Linked DNA regions of Anas platyrhynchos: region 2 is linked to region 1. Evidence: chromatin contacts called from public Hi-C data. All regions are on one chromosome and are shown on one strand. The core of a region is the stretch at or near the end of the contact, and the rest is flanking DNA. Distances in the headings are between cores, read along the strand shown.

The links. Hi-C and Micro-C count contacts between places; a contact is called where the count stands out from the background.
Region 2: a contact with region 1 is called in a Hi-C map of subcutaneous adipose tissue, with 1.9 times the contacts expected there. The contact joins the promoter of POLR1A here to the enhancer-like site in region 1. A contact is called at or near these places in 2 of 8 Hi-C or Micro-C datasets (liver and subcutaneous adipose tissue).

The regions. Positions count from the first base shown.
Region 1 is chr4:73,574,046-73,578,072 of IASCAAS_PekinDuck_T2T, reverse strand. No RefSeq gene overlaps it. Among named protein-coding and RNA genes, the nearest start is that of ATOH8, 12 kb to the left of the region's middle. Within about 2 kb of position 1,767, at least 2 of the 8 cell types and tissues checked have an H3K27ac peak or open chromatin away from gene starts, as enhancers often do. A contact at or near this core is called in subcutaneous adipose tissue, where this site is marked.
Region 2 is chr4:73,746,940-73,750,966 of IASCAAS_PekinDuck_T2T, reverse strand. POLR1A (RNA polymerase I subunit A) reads left to right here and starts at 1,873. Exons shown (of 34, transcript XM_027455734.3): 1 at 1,873-2,039; 2 at 2,540-2,744; 3 at 3,368-3,517; 4 at 3,603-3,710. The coding sequence starts at 1,963. PTCD3 (pentatricopeptide repeat domain 3) reads right to left here and starts at 1,825. Exons shown (of 24, transcript XM_072037871.1): 1 at 1,680-1,825; 2 at 385-431. The coding sequence starts at 1,750.

The sequences.
Region 1 (4,027 bases), core at 518-3,017:
TGAAGCTTTTCAGCTAGAAGCAGAAAGTTTATTTTCAGCTATTTTTTTTTTTAACTAAAAGATAGGGGTTTTAAATTTTATTTTATTTTGTAGAAGAAGAAGAAAACTTTTTTTTTTTTTTTTTTTTTTTTTTTTTTTTTTTTTTCTCTTTTCAGACCAGCTGTAGTTCATTCACTCTTCCAGATGGAGAAGAGCCCGATCAATGTCATTTTGAAGTGTCAAGCTCTGTGTGAACACTGGAACCCCTTAGTCGGGTCCTGGCTAGATAATTTTCACTCATGCCTGTCAAATGGCTTAGCTCCTTGCCATGGGAAAGACAAAAGGAAAACACAACATGTATGAAACTTTTCATAACAATTTCTGACAGGGTCCTAAAGCTTCTCAGAGTTGAAAGTATGCACACACATTAAACGCATGACTGCCTTTAGCATAAACCATTTGCACTCATGAGGTCTCTTTGAACATTCCTCTTTCCTAAGAAGTAGACCCCCACATACCAGGTTATGTGAACGGGGAAGGAATATTGCCTCAGGTGACAGCTGTATCCCTTTCTGGGGCCACACGAATGTCACCTCCCTGGTCTGCTGAGCATGGCTACTTTTGGTGCCTGGTTCTGGCAAGTTAGTTCGTTCCCAAAGGAACATGGCATTCTGGTGTCTGCCCATCCCTGAGCACAAGTACCAACCTGAGATGATCAACACACCCTAAATCAGGATGCCTTGCGCAGGCAGGACCCTAACTTTATAGTGCAGCCCATGGCACGTGGCTGAGATATGGCCTGAGCTAGGCTCACTGAATGACTCTCAGGCTTGACGGTGGAGACTTGCTGCTTCATCTATCACAAACTCTAGCCATCTGCTGGGTGCTGGTGCTCAGCCAGTTCTTCCTCTTCAGCGCCAAACCCCATGAGAGATAGATGAATGAGAAAATGAGTTTGGCAAGCTTGGTACTGGGAGAATTTGAGCGTATCTTCCTCCTTGGAGACAGGGGTTTGCACAAGGCACAAGGCCTTGCAGTGTCTGTGGGGAAGGAGAAACCCAGCTCTGCAAAGAAAAGAAAGATTTTGCATGTCCTTGTATGGTTTTGGGCATGGATACCTTATTTGTGACGCTTCAGGTGAAGCAGAGCTGGTGCTCTTCAGGACTTAGCATTGCTTCAACAGTGTGAGCTCGTGACGAGCTGAGCCTCCAGCCTTGAGGTTGAACAGGTGAGAAGTGCCTGAGAGAACGTCGCTCCTTTCTCCTGTCACCTCTCCCACCCTCAACTCAAACCTTGACCCTCTCAAAACCCTGAGTGTCTCACAATGCTGTGCCTGAGTGTGGGTGTGGGGTCCCAACCACGCAATGGCACTGTGGGCCCAAGCACTCAGCAGAATTTGGGTGCATGTTTCCACATACGGACGTCTTGCAGCACTCAGATTCATTGTTTGATCATTTGGTTCCACAAACAACTTGCTCCCTCCGCAGGAGGAATTATCCTTTTTCCATCAGTTGATTTTGGATCTTCCCACCGTGAAGCGATCCAAGCAGTGAAGAGCTTGTTAATCCTGTTAGTGCTGGGCTGCTCTGAATGCACTGACTCACAAGGTAGCAGTTGTCACCACTGAAAGCCTCAGCACAAGGAGATGTTTTAATTTGTGCTCCTGGGGCTGCCACACAGCCTCTGCTTCTCTTCTGAGTTCCCGCACGGTGGTGTCATGGAGGGACCCTCTGTGGTGCTCTTGCTCGAGGGCTCCACAGGCAGCACCGCTTGGCTCTGCAACGTGCAATCCTCTTGGCCACCGACGTGCTGGCTCTCCAGGGGGAGCTGGTAGAAGCGATGTGGGAAGCTCAAACCTGAAGTCATGCTTCCCTGCTTGCCAGAATGAATCATTAAATCATCTGCTCTCAGGCTGTGGCCAGCTATAAGCACCCGTGGAAAGGGAGAGTTCACTCTTCTGCCTCCATGCAGCCACATGGGGCCAAATCCCAGCCTGGTGCAACTCCAGTGCTTTTACACCAAGGTAAAACCTTGGTTTTTAACTCTTCAAAATGAAGCTAAAAGGTTTCTTTTCTTTTCTTTTCTTTTCTTTTCTTTTCTTTTCTTTTCTTTTCTTTTCTTTTCTTTTCTTTTCTTTTCTTTTCTTTTCTTTTCTTTTCTTTTCTTTTCTTTTCTTTTCTTTTCTTTTCTTTTCTTTTCTTTTCTTTTCTTTTCTTTTCTTTTCTTTTCTTTTCCTCTCCTCTCCTCTCCTCTCCTCTCCTCTCCTCTCCTCTCCTCTCCTCTCCTCTCCTCTCCTCTCCTCTCCTCTCCTCTCCTCTCCTCTCCTCTCCTCTCCTCTCCTCTCCTCTCCTCTCCTCTCCTCTCCTCTCCTCTCCTCTCCTCTCCTCTCCTCTCCTCTCCTCTCCTCTCCTCTCCTCTCCTCTCCTCTCCTCTCCTCTCCTCTCCTCTCCTCTCCTCTCCTCTCCTTTTTATTTATTTTTTTTTTATTTTTTTCCCCTCTCAGAAGTGCTTCAACCAAAGTGTCTTGAAGTTACCTGATAGTGTCCCTTTCTGGAGGGACCTCTTGCTTTATCTGAGCATCTACCAAGTCATTCTTTCCCCCTTGAGCCCACTGTAGCCATGTAGATTGAGAAGGGCAGAGAAAACAAGAAGGAGATCTCTGCAAGCAATGGGTCCTACCCCTTCGATATAGGTGGTCTTTTCTCCCTGCTGCCCGATGATCTGCCAGGAAATGTCCTGTGCCCATTGAATTTGAAGTTGGGCTGCCACAGCTGGCTATGGGTGAGCTAAAACTGTCAGACCTGGTTTTGGTTCCTGTTGGATAAGCCTTCTGGCGAAGCAAAGGACAAACTTGTTGAAAAGACAATTTTGTTTAGATTGAACAACTTCCCTAAGCACAAGTTCCTTCAGCAAAGCCAAAGATGGTGGCAAGTGGTATCTGGCAAGCAGAGCTTTTGGTTGATTCTCTCATCTCATTTCCTTTTTTGGGTGGAAACAAAGTGTTGTGCCTTTTTTCTCAATTACTGAGGCTCAGGAAAGCTGTCTTCAATGCCTGTTTGCAAAGGTGGAAAGGAACAGTAACAACAAACATGTAAATACTCCAACAGACTCCGAACGCCAAAATACAGAAAAATGGCTTGAGGTGTAGAATAACCACAATTGGCACACGACTTATTGATTACACCCGTCATATGATCAGCCCTTAGCTAGTTATAAATATTATATTAGAAGTATTAGTGAAACCAGATGGGTTGCATCCAGTCCAGAATGTGGTGAGCCTGCGGCCTGAAATAAAGAGGGAAGAAGCACAATGATTTGGCATTAAAAATCATCTTTGTGCTAGAACCAAGAACTGATGAAGAAAGAGGAAAAGTCACAAAGCCGGCTGGGCTATGCACATGATGCCTGGGAAATCATTTTTCTGAGTCCCAAGGCATCAAAATTTATTTCCCAAGAGTCTGCAGTCCCTATTGGACCTTTCATCCTGATGCTAACGAGCTCTGCTAATCAGTTGGATTTTGCTTGTTTTGGGTCAGCAGTGAAAGAAAATAGAAAATGTGAAGACCATCACTTTGCCTGTTGTGTCTCTTCCACAGGGGTTGGACATGGCAGGAATTTTCCTGCCAGTCTTGTGCAGGGCTGGTGCTTATCAGAATCACAGAGTGGTTGGGATTGGAAGGGACCTCTGGTCGTCATCCTGTCCAGCCCCCCTACCAAGCAGGGTCACCAACCAAGCACAGAAAGGCTTCCTCATGGTAAGAGGGAACCTCCAGTGCTCCAGGTTGTGTCCAGTGCCACTGGGCCTGGCTCTGGGCACCACTGCAAAGAGCCTGGCTGCAGCCTCCCTTCAGATGTATATAAACATGGATGAGATCCCCCTGTGCCTCCTCTTTTCCAGGCTGAGCAGCCCCAGCTCTCCCAGCCTCTCCTCATAGCAGAGGTGTTCCAGGCCCTTTTGGTGCCTTTCTGTTGGGCTCTCCCCAGTATGTCCATGGTTCTTTTGTACTGGGAGGGCAAGAAGTGGACCCAGCACTCCAGGTGTGGCCTC
Region 2 (4,027 bases), core at 624-3,123, 170 kb before region 1:
TCCAGAAGCACTGCAGAGGTGCTCCTCTCCCACAGCCTGTAGCAGCAATATGGTACAGAATGTGGAGAAGAAAACTCTGAGGATTAAGGTGAAAATCTCCTTGCTATTGGATGTTGTCACTATCAATTTTATTCTGTTTCAAGGAGCAGCTGGACAGCTGATGGAAGTGAACAATTCAGTTCATGCTCTCTGATCAGAGCTGGCTGGTGGTAAGGGTAATCAAACAAATTAAGCCAGGAAACCTCTTCACAATGAAGATGAGGGGAAAGAGAAAGTAATAAAGGGAAAGAGGGTGCTTAGTGTCTTCTTTATCTCATGACAGAGTATATGGTGTGAAAATTAAAAAAAAAAGGGAAGAAACAAGTAATTGAAGTACAACCATACCTTCTATGTTTTCCGCAGCCTTCTGAGCTGTACTGCTGGAAGAGCACCTATAAACCAAACAGTTTTCAGTGTATAGCAGTCACGCTAATATAACAAAAACAGATTAATGAGATTCTGGACTACGAGTCAAAGTTAATTAAAACGTTAATGAGGAAAATATAACTGGAAATGTTGTATTGTTAGTAACCCCAAACGACTGTTATAAAACTCACATTTGATGTTTCTCTTGTGGCACTAATTTCTGGAGACAAGAGGATATGCAAATAAAATTGCATTGGATAAATTTTATGATTGTTTTGGGGGGGTATCATGGCTTTAAAGTAGTTTTCTCAAATTATTGCATCTTAGAAAGGAAATCCTGCATGGAAATTAGAAAAGCCAGTCTATGTTTTAGAGGTGGGACCTTGCTGAAAGCAGGACCTTTCCTTAAGCACTCTAGACAAGCACGGTGCTTTTATATGCTTTTATACGAGTGGAATACCATGAGATGGGAGGTAGTGAAAGCAGACCTGTTTACTTCCAGCTGCGCAGCCCCGGCAGGGCTGCAGAGCTAATTTTATACCCAGGGCTGCAGAAGACATATTTGTATTAACTTGTTCTTTATGTGCTTGCACGTGGGTCAGAGTTTGACATAATGCCTTCTTACATCTGTTCAGGCTTTACTGCTTTTAACGTAAAAAAAGCCTTACATTAAGGTACTTTTTCCACCCCTCATGGAACATTCCAACACTAAAGCCTTATTGAAACTCTGACAGGGAAACGGCCTTTAATGCTGACCTTGACCCTAAAGGGGACACTGTTAGGGTGTTTTTGTGCTTTGAAGCGCCATGAACAGCTGGAACTGCCCCTTAGCCCCTTATCAATCCACACGTTGATATGACCGTTTATGGCTCCCCCATCTCAAAATTTGGCCCCCAAACAGGTGGTATAGTTGGCTCAAGACCCCTTCCCACTGGAGCTGCCCCTTTTCCAGCACTAAGAACCACTTTACCACCTCAACCCCCCTCAGGAAACGAAAAAGATCCTCGAAACCCCCCAAACCTGTCAGACTCCCCTCACAGAACCCCCCCCCTCCCCCCCCAAAGCCCCCTCAGGGGCATCCCCGAGGCCGCGCATGCGCAGAGCCCAGCGGCGCGGACCCACCCCCAGGGCGCATGCGCGGCGTTTCCCGCCTCACTCCCCCCCCCCCCTCCCTCCGTCCCCTCAGGGGCTTCTTCCTCACGGCCCCACTACCCCCAGCCCCTTTCCCCCCACCCCGCCGAGGGCTCGCCCTTTACCGGCCGCCCAGCCCTTACCGGTAGCCCCTCCGCCTGCCCAGCGCCACCGCCTGCCGCCAGGAGCCCGCCGCCAGCCGCCCGGCCGCCATGCCGGCCCCCTCAGCGCGCAGCGCCTCCTGGGCGGCGGGGCCGTACCACTGCCGAGGCGGGGAGGGGACGCCAGCCCTGCCCCCGCCGCCTCCCCTCAGCCGTGGTACGTCCCGGCACCGCCTCGCCCCTTCCCGTCCCCCCCCTCCGTTCTTTTCCCGCGTGGTTCCGCCCGTGGCGCAGCGGCCGGGGGAAAGCAGCTCGCCCCTTCGCCATGAGGCCGCCCAAGGTGGTGCCGTGGTGGCGGTTCGCCAGGGTGTCCTTCGGGATGTACACGGCTGAGGAGATCAGGTGAGCAGCCGAGGCGGGTTTGTTCCTTCCTCCCTCCCCGCCCCCCCGCCGTGCCCTGAAGAGGTTTGCATGTGGATGGCGGACTACAACTCCCAGGGTGCTTTGCGCGGGAGTGCCGGCTGGGCTCTATGGGGTAAGGCCGTGAGGCATGCTGGGAGTTGTAGTCCCGGTGCGAGTTGGCCCTCAGTGATGGTGGCCCATGGGTTCCCCCTGGGTTCCCTCTGGGCTCCCTGTGGGGCTGTGGGAGCCAGGAGGCGGCGAGTAAAGGTTATTAATAAAGATCTAAAATTAATATTTACTGTTTTATGAGCAACTGTACCCAGACAATGTGGTTAACCATACATAAATCCCTGTTGTGTGTCCACCATGCTCTTAAAAATGTGTTTTTATCACTAAAATAGTCACCCAGGTGCTAAATGTCAATGCTGCTGGTCATATTCAAGTCTATGCGGCTTGGCTGTTGGCTCCAGCTGATTTTTGACCTTTTCTTTCATCTCCAGGAAGCTGAGCGTGAAAGCCATAACAGATCCTCAGTACCTGGATAATGTGGGCAATCCGTCCGTCAACGGGCTGTACGATCTGGCGCTGGGACCTCCAGATTCCAAAGAAGCCTGTGCAACTTGCATGCAGAACTTCAGCAACTGCCCGGGTCATTTTGGCCACATAGAGCTGCCTCTGACTGTCTACAACCCTCTGTTTTTTGATGTAAGTGTGCTTAATTATTGTCTCGCAGGTGAAATGGCTGACGGTGTTCAAGCTGTGGTAATTTGTAGTCCTTAAAAACAGAAAAGGTACTAAAATCTGCTTTTTCTCTTATTTTAGCTGTAGTTCTATTTAATAACCAGTAAATGTAGTCGAAAAGCTTTGTTGTGTCATGATAGTTCAATGAAAATAGACTTCGTAGACTTTTGCAAAATATGTACTTTGCTGTAGCTATTATTTTGTGCGCTATCGATAAGCAACATGGGGGGAGTGTTGATCACAAAACTATATCACCAACTGCAGGGTCTCATGGCTTAATTAAATAGATGGCACAGTAACAACTAGTACTTGTTCTCTTTGAATTGCTACTGCAAACTTAGATGAACAGCTACCTTCTTTTACCTTAGAATCTCAAAGTGCTTCCTAGACATTTAGGACATGGTTGAGCTCAGAATAGCAACATTTGTATATTTGTCCCTTTAGGTCCCCTTATTCCAAATAACTTATTCCAGAAAACTGTGCCAGTATGGATGAGACTCAACAACCTCTCCAGCAATGTGCTGAGTGACAATGTGTGTGTGAGCTAATATATCTACTAGGATAACTTTTTCCTCTTTTCTTCCCAGAAATTATACCTTCTAATTCGAGGTTCTTGTTTGAACTGTCACATGCTGACATGTACTCGAGCTGTGGTTCACTTACTGCTGAGTCAGCTGAAGGTTCTGGAGAACGGGCTGCTTCATGCTGTCCATGATCTTGAAGTCGTCCTGAACAGGGCAAGTACTCTGTCTTTTTCCATTCCTTTTTGAGTTGATACTACTGTAAATACAGACTTATCCTTACCTATTCCTTTTCTTCCAGTTTTTAGAGCAAAGTGCAGATGCAACAGCTCTAGAAATTGAAGAAGAGTTAAACCACCATGTCCATGAAATGTTACAAAGCCAAGAACCAAGCGATCAGTGTTCAAATGTAAGTAGAATCAGTGCTTCTCTTAGGATACCAGATTTTGTCCTTTTAATATAGCCATGTGCACAAGTCTCTGCTTGACTATGTAGAATTTAGATTTTGTCTCTGAAATCTGAAGTGTGTTACATTTAGAGTGTAATGTCCAAAATTAAGCTTAAAAATATTTTCTTTGCTGGCCCATAAGAACTTAGAGTAACTATTAGGTTTATATAAAATACAATTTGTTTTCTAATGGAGATGTTTTTATAGTATGGATAGGATATAACATACAGAAACTAGGCTATTTTTACCTGCAGCTAATGATACCTCTGCACAATGTG